Regions from separate parts of the Ovis aries genome. Here region 2 is linked to region 1. The links are chromatin contacts, called in public Hi-C maps. All regions are on one chromosome and are shown on one strand. Each heading gives the region's core, a stretch centred on a gene start, on an enhancer-like site or on the middle of the called end of the contact. The rest is flanking DNA. Distances are from core to core; before and after follow the strand shown.

Region 1 (7,570 bases), core at 2,973-5,472:
CTGGAGACCAGCCTTACTCAGATGCTCTGGGGCAGGAAGGGGATCTGGGACAGCAGTTCTCAACATGAGAAATACTAGAAGAGATCTTTAAAACGCCCATGCCCAACTCCAGACATTTTGCTTTAATTGGTCTGGGATCCTGGCCACGGAACATCTAAAATGCATCTCCAGTAACTCCGGGGCAACCCAGGTTAGCACTGCAGCTGGACTGGCCCTGTATGGACTTGTGCTCGGGTCCATGTCTGAATCCATCTTCCCAGGCCAAGAGCGAAGCCTTTGCCCCGATCGAAGTCCTTATTCAGTTTAGGTAACTGAAATGCTGAAATTCACGTGCTGTGGCCTTGTTTGGAATAACCGAGTGGCTCTTCCGAATGTTCTAATGTACAAAAAACCGAAGCTGCTGATGGAGAGGGCAAAAGGCAGAGAAACATCCAGGAAAAGACAGGACTCCTCCCTGGGAGCCTGACTGCCTTGGTGACTTTGGCAAAATCCTGCTACTCAGATTCCTCCTTGGCAGTGGTTAACCTCCAAATACTGGGTTCCAAAGAGATTAGCTCAGAACTCCAAATGAAAATGCGAGGGTATTTTAGACGAGAGTTTCTAAGCATAATCCCAGATCAGCCAGCCTGGATCAGCAAAACTGATTATCCTGCCATGCTTTAAAAAAAAAAAAAAAAAATCCCTCCCCAGTTGCTGGCGGGAACTTTTCCCACTTAGGAGAACAGTTACAGCAACAACCCCCACCTTCAGCCTACCAAAACCCCCTCAGAATGTTCACGGACACGGATGATGTGGTCCACTGCAAAACCGAAGCAAATTTAGAGAAGATTGAGGTCCAGGTGAAAACACATCTAGTGAGGATTGCGTCACTGAAATAGCCTAACAGACACCAGGTGACCACACCGAGCATCCTGGGCTCCTTCCTGACGTGGGCAATGATTCAGACACAGGACTTCTAGACACTTGTCATATCTAATCTAATGCAGAGGCACAGAACATTTTTAACCCAACAGCAGATAATTGTAATGAAATGATTCTGGCCAAGAGGGCCCATTTGTAATAATGAATTCAAATCAGATTCATAGCAGCTATAATTCAGACACTGTGAATACCACCTTCATTTTCCATATCATCTCTCTTCCAAGAAGGCAAAATAACTCCATAGTCACATAATTATTTTTACTTTTCAAGTAGCCCTGTGAAGTAGTTATGAGGAAGATAATATTGCCTCATCTACATAAAATGAGTTCCTTCCATGTTCAATCAAAGACCTGGCACCACAAACATGCCTCCGAGGAAGGAGATCACCCCTCTCTAAGCCAAACTGGGTCTCACTGAAACTTTCAAAGAAGGACCGAGCTTTCTCTTTCTCTTGGCTTCTCCTGGTTGGTCTTCGACCTCCTATGTGACTTCATTCAAGATTGAGAAACAGGCTTGGATTACCTTGATCCGAGGCAGCCACATATGAACAGACTGTCTATGGTTCTGACTAGTGGACCTGGGAATCAGTCCGTGTTTTCAATGCCTTCTGAACATCTGATGCATTCAGAACACTAAATTCCCAAACACAGAATTCCCAGCGGCACACCTTTTAGGAGATTAGAGTGACTGAGATTAAGAACTGCAATTTTTTAGAAGCAAAAAAAAAAACCAACAAGATGATACATCTATCTGGGGTTGAGGCCATGGACTTCCAGAGATGGGAAACAGGATGCCCGCCCCCTCGGAGTCCTGACAAACAAGGGTTTCACTGAGACCGGCACACAGCTGTCGAGAACAGAAGGGGAGAGATTGAGACCCCCAGAAATCTGTGAGAGTCATTGATGTTATTTTAAGAAACACTGTGACCGTAGTGAAATCAGAACCTTAAAAAATAAGGGAATAGTAAGAATTCAGTGATCAAAGATGGAAAGACAAGAATGAATAACATGTAAAAGCATATAAAATGGAGGCATTTGATAAAAATAAAAGAAAATGTAATAAAAGAGGAAAACATGAGAGGTAAAAGAAAGAGAATACAGAAAGATTAAAATGGGGACAATGCACGGAATTTCTCTATGTCAGGGCAACTTATACAGAAGTCAAGAGGCAAAATCATCGTAAGATGGGCTTACTTTTTAAAAAAGAAAGCATGCCGTCAGGTAACAGATAACAGTTATATTCAAATATGTAAGGTTTTTCTTTCTTTTTTTCTCCACAAAGCACAAAAAGCAACTATTCAGCTTTTCCCTTTTTTATTCCCATTCCCATTACGAAGCCCAGCTGCTAAACATTAGAATTGAAGATCATGAAAACAGGCCAGCAGCTAATAAAAACGCAGCTCAAAGCTGGCCCTCTGCTGGTGGAACAGTGTTACTGCATCCCAGAAAGCTTTAACTTTCAGGGACAAGAAAAGGCCGGAGGATTTTGGAAAGTTCAGCACTGAGACCTCATCCTGTGTTACGCCTCTCTGTCCCTGGTTAAGAGGGTATGAGTTTGGAGGATGGAGAGAGAGGCACACAGCATGGGCACCCCTTAACACCCACCGCCATTTCCCCACGTCGCCTGGGGTTACACGCACCATAGCCTGGCTGATACTCCTCTGAGCAGACGGGCCCTCTGATTGTGCCTCGCCCCTCACCCCGGGATTTCTCTGATGCAAGGAAGTATGCATGTTATACTCCCTCTAGTCCGGGGCAGCCCAGGGGGGTTCCCTCCTGCTGGAGGTCAAGAAAAGAGGTCTGTCTCCCTTCTGTTTTTTCTCCCTCCTTCTGGGGCCTCCATGTACCATCAGAGAGGGTTCTAGGACCTGTGCTTGGGCTCAGAAAAAAACACAGTGAGACCACCCAGAAGGCAAGCATCAACCTCCACGCCTGGCCTTAGGAAGGAAGAACAGTGGCCTTCGTTTCCTTCCCGGGGAGAGGCTCCTCTGGGCTGAGAGGGATACCAAGGAAGTCGAGGGCCGAGCAGGAAGGGAGCCCCGCCCTCACGCGTTCCTTGAAGCTGCCAGCCTTCTCGGCTGCAGAATCTGGGGCACGATGTTTTATTTCCACCGTAACCATCAAAGTCACAGGCAGGGCAAATGCATTCACCCCATGCACACTATGAGCAGAGTTAAGCTGGGACGTCCCTGAATCTGTCTCCGAGGACCAGAACTGCCTCATTAAAGGGATAAAAGATGATATCTGCTGAGCTGGTGGAAAGTGGTGGCTGCATTTTTATTAAAGTCTCTGCTGCAGCAGGCCGGGTCCCTAAAGGTTCATATTCCAAGAATCTCCACCCCTTTGCCTGGAGCCCGTAAGTGCTTCTCTGTAACTCATTAAGGTAAAACAAAAAGCTTTCCTATTGTGCTTTTCACACAGGAGTGTTGTCGTTGCATAAAAGAAACATGTTTCCTCTCCCGGTGCCGAGCCTGCAAAGATAAAACTGCCCTCATAATTTACAACCGGGGCCCCAGGAGCAGCACACGGGGTTGGCATGGATGGCTGCGGACCCATAAAGGGCCCGGGCCCAGCAGCTGGCAATTCCAGAGCCGGAAATTTCAGGTATCCCGCTGGTAGAGGCCAACCAGCCCTCTCTGGACCACCGTGCCTCATCACATACCTTCCCGACTGTGAGACAGCCCCCAGGGCACCAGTGCTCCCAAGCTCAGACCCCAGTATTTCAATGCCAGGGCTCGCGTCGCAGTGCCAAGCCTAGCCACAGCCTCATGGATACAAGCAGTCCCAAGCCTCAGGACTCGCTCCGAAAACCCGGGGCCTGAGAAGGCACAGCGAATGACCAAGCTGTCCAGGAGAACGGGTCCCAGCTGCCACAGAACGCCAAGTGGGCACCTCTTGGGCCTGCAAAAGCCCTCTCCCACGCTCGTCCCCCACGCAGGTCTCCGGTCCTCTCTCTCTCGCCGGTTCCCACCGAATCCCATCCGAGGGGCTCAGTCCCCCGCCGAAGTTCAGCTCCCTACCTGAGGGTGGCGCTCTCCCCCTGCCGGACCGTCACGTTGTCCATCGCCTTGGGGAAGGTGGCATCTCCGCTGCGCACGGGCACTCCTGTGGGTACAAGGAACAGCAGCCTGAGAGACACGACCACGAGGCACTTCCAGGGCAGGAAGAGGGACCCACAGACCCCCATCCTCGACAGCCACAACTTCCCAGAACTCCGGCGGCGGCTCGGTCCTCGTCCCCCGCCCCGCACGCCGGCGGGTCTCGGGCAGCCGCGCGGGGAGGGAGGCAGGGGCTGGAACCAGCCAGAAGCGGAGAGGGGGGTAAGGAGAAGCGGAGTCCAGGCTCTCCGGAGTCTACTGATTCTTCCTCAGATCCTGCCTCAGCTTTCCAGCCTGGCACAACCAGATGCCCCCTCCTGCATCCAAAACGCTTTCTCGATGCTCCCCTGGGGAGGAGGGAGGCGGCCGGGAAGGGAGAGAAAGGAGGAAGGTGCGGGATGAAGGTCACGGTTGTTCTTTCTCTGCCTCTCTTCGAGATGCTACTTTAACATTCAGTTGGGCACGTCCTGCCGAGGTCTGGCATCAAAAGTTTATAACCCAAAGAAGGCAGGCAAGTGTCTCTGACATAAAGGAGATGTCATAAAAAGCTGCCGCTTCAAGGAGAGGAGAGAATGTTTTATTAGATCACACATATGTACAGATGTATTTAGAAACCAGCCCGAGTCTCCGATCTGGAACGCCAAGGCGGTAAAAAGTTCCACCGCGGGGACCCGCAGCCGCGGCCAAGTCCAGCGATCCTCCGGAGCGGCGGGTGCCTGGCGTCCTCGCCGCAGCCCGGGCGGCGACTGGCGGCCGGCCCGGCCCGCGGAGCGCCCGCGGCGCAGGCTCGGGGCGCACGGGGAGCGGGCAGACGGCGCGCCCGCCTCTCCGGGGACGCGGCGCGGGGCGCGGGGACGCGCGGACGCCACGCTCAGCGGCCGCCCCCGGCCTCCGCGCCGCCGGCCTCCCGGGAGCAGCCCCGACGCGCGCGGGCCCCGACCGCAGGGGTTGTCATGGCAGCAGCTCCATCACTGACCGCCGCTCTCCGCGGTGCCGGCGCCGAGCGAGCGGGCGGACCGCGCGCATCCCGGCGGGCGCGGGGCGCGGGCTCCCACCTTAACCCCCGCCGCGCCGCCCACTCGCGCCAGGAGCAGCGCGGGCCGGCCTGCCACCTCCCCGGCTCCTCTCTCCCGCGACACCGCGGCTGCCCGGGAACGCTGCGCCCCTTTCGGCGGCTTCCCTACGTGCTGGCGGGAGGGAAGGGCGGGAGAGGGAGCTCGGGGACCGCAGCAAATTGGAAACTGACTCGCACCTTCCCTCCCCGGATGCCGGATGCCAAGGCAGAAGTTGCCAAACCCCGCCCTGAAGAGCTCAACTAGGTTTCCCGCGCCAGAATGCCGACTCAATGCGCGCGGTGCGAGGCGTCCGCAGCTCTGCCGTCCCCACTCCACGTGGCCGAGCTACAGTCCCATCCCAGACAGAGCTTGCCTGGGCTCTGGCGAGATGGTGGAGCGCTTTCTGCTCCGGTGACCCACCTTGGAAATACTCCTGGCCCTAGGCTTGCTCTCTCTCTCTCCAAATGGCAAATCTGAATGTCTCCCTACCGCATCACCTGCTAAATCGTCTCCATCCTACTCCACGTTACTACCCAAGGCTCTCATTGTAAGCATACAAGAGCTGGGAAAGGGGGTGAGCTCCTGAAAAGTATTGACTGACTTTTACAAAATCTGTCTGTTGCTTTATGGTCACAACATGAAGTGGAAGCACCATGCACCTGGAGAGGAACTGGTGGTTAGGGCATTCTTAGAACCCAGTCTGTCAGTTTGGAGTGCCAACGCATTTCTTCTGGTCAAGAGCTGAAGGCTTTCCTTGGGCCTGTTGAGAGGATTTCTTTCTCCGCACCTTATTGTGTGGCTCCTGCCCTTGTATCCTAATCATAATTGAATGGTTGCTAGGTACATTTTGCTTTACTGTATTGGTACTCAAATCCTTTGCAATATTAGCCTGGGCTCTGAACAACTGTTCCAATGAAACGTAATTCAGAAATAAGCTGTAAAGTCTTGCCATGGGGTGTGTTCGTTGCTGAAGGGCACATAAACATGCTAGCTGCTCTCAGTTATAAAGGACTGGACGCAGATACTATGCTACAATAGGCTGTGGGCTTCCCTGGTGGCTCAGTGGTAAAGAATCCGCCTGCCAATGCAGGAGACATGGGTTCAATCCCTGGGTCCGGAAGATCCCCTGGAAAAGGGAATGGCTATCCACTCCAGTATTCTTGCCTGGAGAATCTCATGGACAGAGGAGCCTGATGGGCTACAGTCCATGGGGTCCCAAAGAGTCAGCACGACTTAGCGATTAAACAACTATATACTGTACTGTGATGAATATACAATATAAATAAATGCTGTCCATCCTCCACCCCCTGCAAAAAGATAACTACACATATCCCAGGTCTAAAGTTTTTAATTAGAGCATGGGACCTCAGGAAGAAAGAATACTTGTTGCTAGTTATGCCACCTGTGTTGTGTAAGTTTTAATAGAGTGAAAGTACCTGGAGTTCCTTCCCGGAAAGCAGGTATTAACAATGCAGATGAGTAGTATGGTTCTCCATGCCGGGAGGGGTAATATATGCTAGGAGGAGAGAGAAGGCCTCAGAGAGCAGCCTAATAACGTATTCTGGGATCACCCACCAGTTTTAATGACACACACCTTTCCTTAAGACCTGAGTGTAGCTGCATTTTCTGTATACACATTGCACATAACCCTCTAAATTCCGAGATGTTCTTGTCCACGGTCAATGTCCTGGAAGGACTTCAGTCATGCAAAGGGGAGAACTGGGGCTGGGCTTACAATTTTCTTCAATTACAGAGTTTGTCTCTTGAATACCGAGGGTGTGAGCCGTCAGGATGGGTCAGGCTGCCACACAAGTCACGCAGATCCCTCCACTTGGTTGCTGGGCACATGGATGACCGACTCACACCACTGCCGGTTCTAGCGCTTCTCAGGAGGTGCAGCTGGGCTGTGTTCCCAAAGGCTGAATCAGCCCATGTAGGACTGCTTGAGATGAAAGGAGTTGTTGGAAAAGAAAGCAGAAAAGAACATGAGATTCCAGGTGTGAGGAAAACAGGTGGGGCAAGAAGAGAGGCAGAGATAAGATGAAGCAAGACATTGTATATTCATAACACGTGAACATCCTACCCTTGGGGAGATGGTCAACTTTTTTTATTTTTGCAGGGCTGACTCCCCCCAGCTCTAGATATCTGGAGTCCTAGAGAATGGGGCCATCATCTTTCTCTTCAGTGAGTCGGCTTTCTAGCTAGTTCAGTATTTGTGGGTGAATAAGTGGATTGAACTTAAGAGCTAGTGAATCAGAGAAATAACGGCAGGGATTTGATTTTTGTGTGAATCTACGCCTGTCTACAGTTTGGTGGGGGCGATTCATTCATCTGTAAAGCACTGCTGCTGCTGCTGCTGCTGCTGCTGCTGCTGCTGCTAAGTCGCTTCAGTCGTGTCCGACTCTGTGCGACCCCAGAGACAGCAGCCCACCAGGCTCCCCTGTCCCTGGGATTCTCCAGGCAAGAACACTGGAGTGGGTTGCCATTTCCTTCTCCA
Region 2 (7,570 bases), core at 3,547-6,046, 1.0 Mb before region 1:
CCGCACTCTGAACTGAACAGCCTCCTTATTATGGATTGAGGTTTCCTTTCTGAGAGTAAAGTTATTTTTAAAGGAAGTTTCCATATCTAAGTATCTAGTTTCAAAACAGGTCCTGACATCCATATATTGCTCACATCAGGGTTTTAGACAGACAGCCAAGGCTGCAACTGATCCTCTCACAGAACACCGCACACTGGTTTTCTATTTCAAGGCAAGATGGCTCCAAATCCCATAATGCGAGTTATTGGACGTTTTCCTTACGGTTTAGGTAAAAACTGAGCTGCATTAACTGAGATGTATGGAGACAAGCTCTCAAGTCCTTCAGGCAGAAGGTGCTCAGCCTGTATGTGCCACAAATATCCAAAAAGGATATTAGGTTTTCAAAGCTGGAAAGCACATTGAAATTATGATGTGGGGTCCTGCTAAGTGGGGGAAATGGAGGAGGCTTTCCTCAAGTAGTTAGTACATGAGCAAGCTGCCTGCCCCAGAGCCTCAGGACGCTCTCTCGTCTTGGCTTCTTCTGTTTGTAAACTTGTGCTTCTTTTATGAATGGCTCTCTGGGAGATGGAGGCCACTCTAATGTGTGTCCAGGCGGCCCACTAGGCGGTGAGGAAGGAAGGGCGTACGTAGACAAGTGGGGTTGCCTCTGAATCCCAGGCGGCTCTGTAACCTTCACTGACATGGCTTCCTCCAAGCCCACCTCTGTGAGACCCTCATTCATGTCTTTCCCTGTGTCCGTCTTCATCTCCCAGTGCCTGGACCTTCTTGTCCTTTATCAAAAACCTATGTTAGTCGATGCTCTCGGAGTCCTATTGATGCCATGGGACAGTAGGCTGAGGCTCTTCAGAGTGTCCCCAAGAAGGAACCATGGAAGTCAGCCAGCCACCGCCTCCCTACGCTGACTCCCTGCCACCCAGCCTTGGAGCTGCAGAAACAGGAACCCACATGGAAACCAGGGCTGCAGGCTGATAAGAGAATGAGGGGAGGGCTCCCCTTTCCTTCTGTCTGAGCCCAGCCTGTAAACCACGGCCATGGAGACTCAGCCTTCCCAGCCAATTTCCACTATGAGAACAGGCCCCCTCCCTCTTCCTGTCCACCTTCTCTTCCCTAAAAAGACACCATGAGCACAGGCTGCCACTGGGGCTGGAGGGCCATCCTAAACTCGTGGAACTGGTTAAATTGAGGAAGCATTCCGATGCATCCTTAGCTATTGATTTCAAGGGACCCAATATAATCAAATTTCAGATAAACCAGTGCAGGGCCTGAGAGTGAACCTGATGAGTTCGGGGTGCCTGTAGAAAGGGCTACATGAAATCAGCATATTAATGCATATATATGGAATCTAATAAACGGTACTGATGGACCTATTTGGAGGGCAGGAATAGAGAGGCAGACATAGAGAACAGACATGTACACAGTGGAGGAAGGAGAGGGTGCAACGAATAGAAAATTGCTAATGGGAAGTTGGGCTTCCCTGGTGCCTCAGACAACAAAGAATCTACCCACAGTGGGTTCGATCCCTGGGTCAGGAAGATCCCCTGGAGAAGGGAATGGCTACCCACTCCAGTATTCTGGCCTGGAGAATGGAATTCCATGGATAAAGGAGCCTGGCAGGCTATAGTCCATGGGATCACAAAGAGTCAGACGTGACTGAGGCTCAAGAGGAAGGGGATGTATATTTACACACAGCTGATTCACGTTGCTGTACGGCAGACACCAACATAACATTGTCAAGCAATTGCCCTCCAATTTAAAAAAATCAAAAATAATTTTTAAAAGGGGGATGAAATGCATGAGGTGCCTCGATTTGTGAGAGGCAAAAAAGGTAGGGTAAGAAGGGAAGTGACGGAGCAGGGTAAGGTCAGCCAACCCCAGAATTACCCGGCATTCAAGACGCAGAAGGACTGTATCCTTTGGAATGCCATGTATCCTTCTGGAGGTGCAAGCAGGTAGGGAAGAAAAGGAGGGAGAAAGGAAAGCAATTCAGTGAGAGACAAAGAACATCAATGAGGACAGAACACATCAGGAGAGTAACCTCAGATTACTCCTCTGCCCAACGCAGGGCTTCTGGCCGCTGGTGTTTGAGGGCATCTTTCCGCTGCTGCTGGTGAGAGGGCCAGGCAAGGTCGACCTGAGATCCTCTCTTTGGACTCACCAGTTTCAATTAAGACTGTAACAAAGGCTAATTATTACTTTAAACCTTCCTCCCAGACACACTCTCCCTCTTGCTCTGTACGGATTGCTTAATGGCCCCAGCACAAGGCTCTGAAACTCCAGAGGTTCCCTATTAATTCTTTGCCTCCAGCAGGGACCAGGGACTTCCAGAGTGTTGGGTTTTAAGGGAACATAGGCTCAGCGATTCTCTCTTTCTCTTTCACAGAAACAAAGACTTAGCATTGGGAGAACATTCGATTTCCATTTTGATAGAGTTGGACCTTCCACTGCATCAAAAGGTTTCCCTCCACGCCGTCCCTGGCTGGGATTATCTGACTTTGTTTGAGCGCACCCGGTGACAGGGAGCTTGTTACCTCCGGCCCTTTGTTGGAGAGCTCTCGCAGTCAGAACGTCTCTCCTAAGGCTGAGCTGACCTCTGCCTCTTGCTAATTTCCATTAGTCTCAGTTCTGCCTTGTTCTAAAGGTTTCTGGGTTTCAACAACCCAAGGTCGTCTGATTCCAGCAGTACCCGCACTTAGGGGACAGGATTGCTGCTGTGTCTCGTTGCCCTCTGCCCAGGGGATCTGCCACCTGGACTGCCCATCTGTCTTGGGCTTGAGGTGCTGAGGCTCTTCCTCTTGTCTTCCTGCCTCTGCTGGATGGCCAGGGAGACAGACGGTATATACTTCATTTACTGCGCTTGGTGACATGCTCTACCGTGAGACAGCGTGTACGTGCCCTGGAAGGCAGGCCTCCATGTCTCCACTTTCCAATCACGCAGAGGCTCAGAAAACATTACCTAGGTGACTCAAGGTCACACAGCTGGTGCATGGCGGAAGCCAATGTTCAAGCGACTCTCTGCTAGACTCCAAAGCAGGTTTTCCTGTGTCACACTGGACAAAGACGTGGATTACATGGCTTACCAGCTAGGAACGTGCCTCTGAAGACAGCCACTCAGGAAAACCCAAAATATGTTATGTTCATATAGACTAGCTGATCAGTTAGCAACCTGAGCTCTTCCAGAGATAGTCCCTTATTTGTTCAACTAGCCTGACTCGTTCCTCCGGCTCTGCATTTGAGAGCTGTTTAAAACAAACAATTGAGAATGATGCCAGCAGAGCCTGAGAATACTCATACCCACCTGCTTGGCCCGGCCTAGAGAGCTAGCTGCCTCCTCCACTCTCCCTGTTTCTACAAGCATGCGCATGCATACACACACACACACACACACACACACACACACACACATCTGTCTTTTCATCCTTTTATTCTCTCCAGTCTTGTCCCAAATTTAGCTGGGCAAAAGCAACACAGAACCAAAATATGAATGCCTTTTGGAGGTGAGGGCCAGTGATCCTCAGCATCATCAATAGACTGTGGCTGGGACTTGGGAACTGCCAGGCAAGTGAGTCGTGACATTGCGATGGGTGGGTGGGGTCTGCTTCTCAGTGGGGGATGGGGATGCTGGGGACCCGGAGGCTGATACTAACCCAGGGAGCAGAGCATCAGAGACCTGGACCCACCTGTCTGCAGGTACAGGGCACCTATTCTCCATGGATCCCCAAAGCCCAGAGGAATGAATGTTCAGAACCAAGAACCTACCTTGCATGAACTCAGTGTGTGTATGTGTGTTCTCCCCCAAACACACACACACAAATCTGTGTGGACTACAAATACCTGTGCCCTGCATGGGACCGGCGACCACTGACAAAAGATTTCACATCTGCAGTCAGAAATGACCCTTGGATTACTTTTGAAAGAACCTCCCATACATTTTAAGCAGGTTGGTGGACTCATCATTTAGGCTGCTGCCAAGAGGCAGCTATTAAGAGATGTGGCAGGGAGTGGCATTTTCTTAAAAGGCAGTTATTTTCATTAGTGCCATGATTTTTCTGGTTTAGAAATAAAATCCATCTGAACTTGGGATCCTTTAGACAAACCAATGTCTTTGGGAAAGTGGGTTAATAGGAAATGCGTGTGGAGGAGCCAGGTTGTCTTCCGGAATCTTCTGGAATGAGCAGGGCATGGTGTGTGCAGATGCCAAGACAGAGAGCAGGACACTGGTGGGCGGGAAGAAGGGCCAGCCTCTCTCCTCCCAGGTCCCTGGGATGGGGGAGCCGAGGGTCGGAGGGAATCACAGGAACAGTTAGCAGTCTGCAGCAAATTAACCAGCAGATTAACTTCTCAGACGCCCAGCTGGTTGTCCTCTCAAATCCTGCCGTCCTACCCGTCTGCCGGTTCCACTTTGCAGCAGGGCTGGGAAAGCAAGGCTCAGCTTCAGTTCCCGGTCCTGCCAGAGAGCAGAGCTCGGGGGCTGGGGAGCGCAGAGCGGAAGCAAGCGCAGGAGGCCAGGCGGGCAGGAGGTGCATGTACGGAGGCCGGGGTGTCGAAGAGAGAAAGAGCCGGCCGCGTGTGTGTGTATGCACACACTAGTGTCTGCATCTATATCTGTTCTGTGTGTGCATCTCTGTAGGTGCATCTGTGTGTCTGTGTGTGCATATGTGTGCTCTGTGCGTTTGGGTATATGTGTGTGCGTGGGTGGGTGGGTGAGATGGGCAGGGAATAGGTATGGCGGGTGAGGGCGTGTTGAGGGCACAGAAGGAAGATTTAGCACAAGCCCAGATGCCGCAGGATCCCACACCAGCAGATGGTGCTGTAGGTACAAGTTTGAAGGAGGCGACGCCTGGATTGCTAGAGACCTAGAGGGGAAGAGAGCGTTGAACACAGGGATTAAGGGACATCACACCCCACCTGCATGGAGAGCATGGAGCCTGAGGAAACCTTGAACAGACCTAGCAGCTCTGTTTCTCCATGAAGGAGCCTGTGTGCTTTAACGCTGATTTAAGCGCCTGCGCTAAGGGACCTCCTTTTGTTCCCTCCTCACTGGCCCTCCGGACCCATCAGAGTGAGAACCTTACAGTCTGGGAGCAGCCGGGAGTGTGGGGTGCCTGTGGTTTCACTGGGGAGGTTGTGGGGCTGCATTACCTCTCTCCCACCCTTTCCCTCTAGTCCTCTCTGCCAGGTTTTATCAAAGCATCTTGCCCATCTCCTCATCCCTCCCCTCCGGGAAAGCCCTTCACTTCTTCCCAGGGGGACCTCACCTACTTCTCTCCTTGGGATCTCTGCCCACAGTCTCTCTGACTCCCACCTCATCTTGCCCACTGCCAGGAGGTTAATCTTCCCTAAGCGCAACTCTGCGATTGTATCTGTGGCCCCGGCGTCTCAGCCGTCTCCACTGCCAGCCCGCCTCAGCCTGGAGATGACACAGCTTCCCCTCCTGCCACCCCATCACCTGCTCCTTCCAGAGCCAGCCCGAGCCTCTTCCCTTCCCTCCCCCGCACTGAGCTCTGGCAGCCTCTCTCTCCATCATCAACTGTGTGTGTGTTTAAATTCGTCCTTCTTCTGTTCCATTTCCAGATGCCTCACTCCCTTCAAATCTCCCCCTTCATGAGCCGCCTGCTCCATGAAGCACCCCGCTGACCTGATCTCGCAGCATCCACTCCCAGCTCGGACCTCTCTGGGCGCCCTGCCCTGTAACCTGCCCCCTCTTTCACACACTGCCTGCGGTTCCTTGCAGAGCTCACCCCCGACCATGAAGGCGACTCACTTCCTGTTCCCACCACTATTCTACCTGGGAACTCAGTAGAGCCCTTGGGTAGATTAACACAAACGTTTACCTCTATTTGCTTTTTCCTTAGCTAAGCTTCAATGTGAGGATGTTGATGGCGATCTTTCCCCCAGGCCAGAAACAAGAGACAAGAGACCCTCGTCTTTTTCCACTGACACTTCCCTTCTGCCTTCAGTTTCCTCAGCTCCTAACTGGGGGCAGTGATGGGCTCAGTCATTTGATTTGTAACCCCTTTGTCTTGTCCCCTCGGGACTGACAAGTCTTCCCTGTCCGCCCTCGCCCATCAGGGGCAGCTGAGGGAGGGAGGGGGTCTCATCTCTTGGCTCAAACTCTCGCCCACTCTCCTCTCCTCTCCTCCAGCTCATGGGAGCACCGTTGTTTCAGAGAAAGACAGTCCCTTCCAAGCGCATGCCTCCCTGTGTCATTCTAACAGGACTCTTCCTACCCTTCCTAGCTTGACCGTTTTTCTCTTCCCCTTCCAGGGGCTGTGGACATAAACCAGGACCCAAGAAGCTCTGCAGCCTCTGACATCTGTTAATGCTCCTGAGCCTCCCCGAGAAGCTGGCCCATCCTTTCCTTGCTCCTCTTTTAAGCCAAATAAAATTTAACATTATTTCAGATGGCTTAGTCGATGCCAGCTTTCAGGCTTCCAAATGCTATTTCTAAAAATTTATGTTCTCATTTTATTTTATTCTTAGTAAGATTATATAGACTTTTAGACACAGAAGGAAACTTCAGTGATAATTTAGAAGACTTAATTGTGGATCTCAAGTCAGCTGCCATCGTCACATCCTTTCTCTCCTGTCCCCGTCCTCCTCACCCAAGATAGTGCTCGGAATTCCTGTTGGGAACAGGGCTAACTCCAAGGCCTTGCCTCGGTCATCCAGGTGGGAGCCATCACTACAACGTGAGCACTGCCAGTTGCTTAATCCATCTTCCCTAAACCCAAGGGTCTTCATCCTTGCTAGAGGTCTAGATCGGCTGGCATTTGCTGATTACTATGTGCTGTGTGGAAGTCATCACATTTGATTTAGGCCACTTCTCTGCAGTGTGTGTGGGTGCTAAGTTGCTTCAGTCATGTCTGACTCTTTGTGACCCCACGGACTGTGGCCCAACAGACTCCTCTGTCCATGGGATTCTCTGGCAGGAATACTGGACTGAGTTGCCGAGCCTCCTCTAGGGGCTCTTCCCGAGCCAGGGTAAACCTGTGTCTCTTACGTCTCTAGGTTCTTGACCACTAGCATCACTCTGCAGGAGAGATGCCAATCACACAAGATGGAAGAACTGAGACATGAAAAGTGAAAGTAACTTGCCTAAAGGTCTGCAGCCTTCAAGAGGTGAGGCTAAGACATGAGCCCGGGAATTCTGACTACAGAGACTTGGCCTTTAACAAGTCCATGCTGCTGAGCTCTGGTGAAGGCGCAACCCAGAGAAGGGGAAGTATTTCCTCAGTGAAAAACAGCAGAAAGGGAGCAGGTGGGCTTTGGGTGTAAATGGAGCTGAGTTGAATCCTGGTTTTACCAATGCTTGTGTGATCTTGAGGTTATTTTAGCTCTTCTGAGCCTGTGTGTGGGTTTTTTTTTTTTTCTTTTTAATAGTAAAACAGGATAATGATGCTATTTCAAAAAAAAAAAAAAAAAAAGCACATGAGCTGAAGTTCTCGGTGTGGAATGCCTGGCAGTGGTGTCTGGTGAAGACTAGGTATTCTCTGAGTGTCAGCTTCTTCCCTTTGAGTAGAAGTTCCAAAGTCCTCACTTCGTTGGTGGACGCACCTGTCCTGGTTGGTGT

The links. A called contact is a pair of places that touch in the nucleus more often than the background predicts.
Region 2: a contact with region 1 is called in a Hi-C map of hypothalamus, with 3 times the contacts expected there. The contact joins two enhancer-like sites. A contact is called at or near these places in 4 of 16 Hi-C or Micro-C datasets (hypothalamus, muscle, omental adipose tissue and 1 more).

What each region holds. Positions count from the first base shown.
Region 1 is chr21:31,384,788-31,392,357 of ARS-UI_Ramb_v3.0, reverse strand. OPCML (opioid binding protein/cell adhesion molecule like) reads right to left here. Exons shown (of 8, transcript XM_042238246.2): 2 at 3,941-4,025. Among named protein-coding and RNA genes, the nearest start is that of OPCML, 530 kb to the right of the region's middle. Within about 2 kb of position 4,222, at least 3 of the 54 cell types and tissues checked have an H3K27ac peak or open chromatin away from gene starts, as enhancers often do. A contact at or near this core is called in hypothalamus, where this site is marked.
Region 2 is chr21:32,425,662-32,433,231 of ARS-UI_Ramb_v3.0, reverse strand. All of the region lies in intron 1 of NTM (neurotrimin), which reads left to right. Among named protein-coding and RNA genes, the nearest start is that of NTM, 490 kb to the left of the region's middle. Within about 2 kb of position 4,796, at least 6 of the 54 cell types and tissues checked have an H3K27ac peak or open chromatin away from gene starts, as enhancers often do. A contact at or near this core is called in hypothalamus, where this site is marked.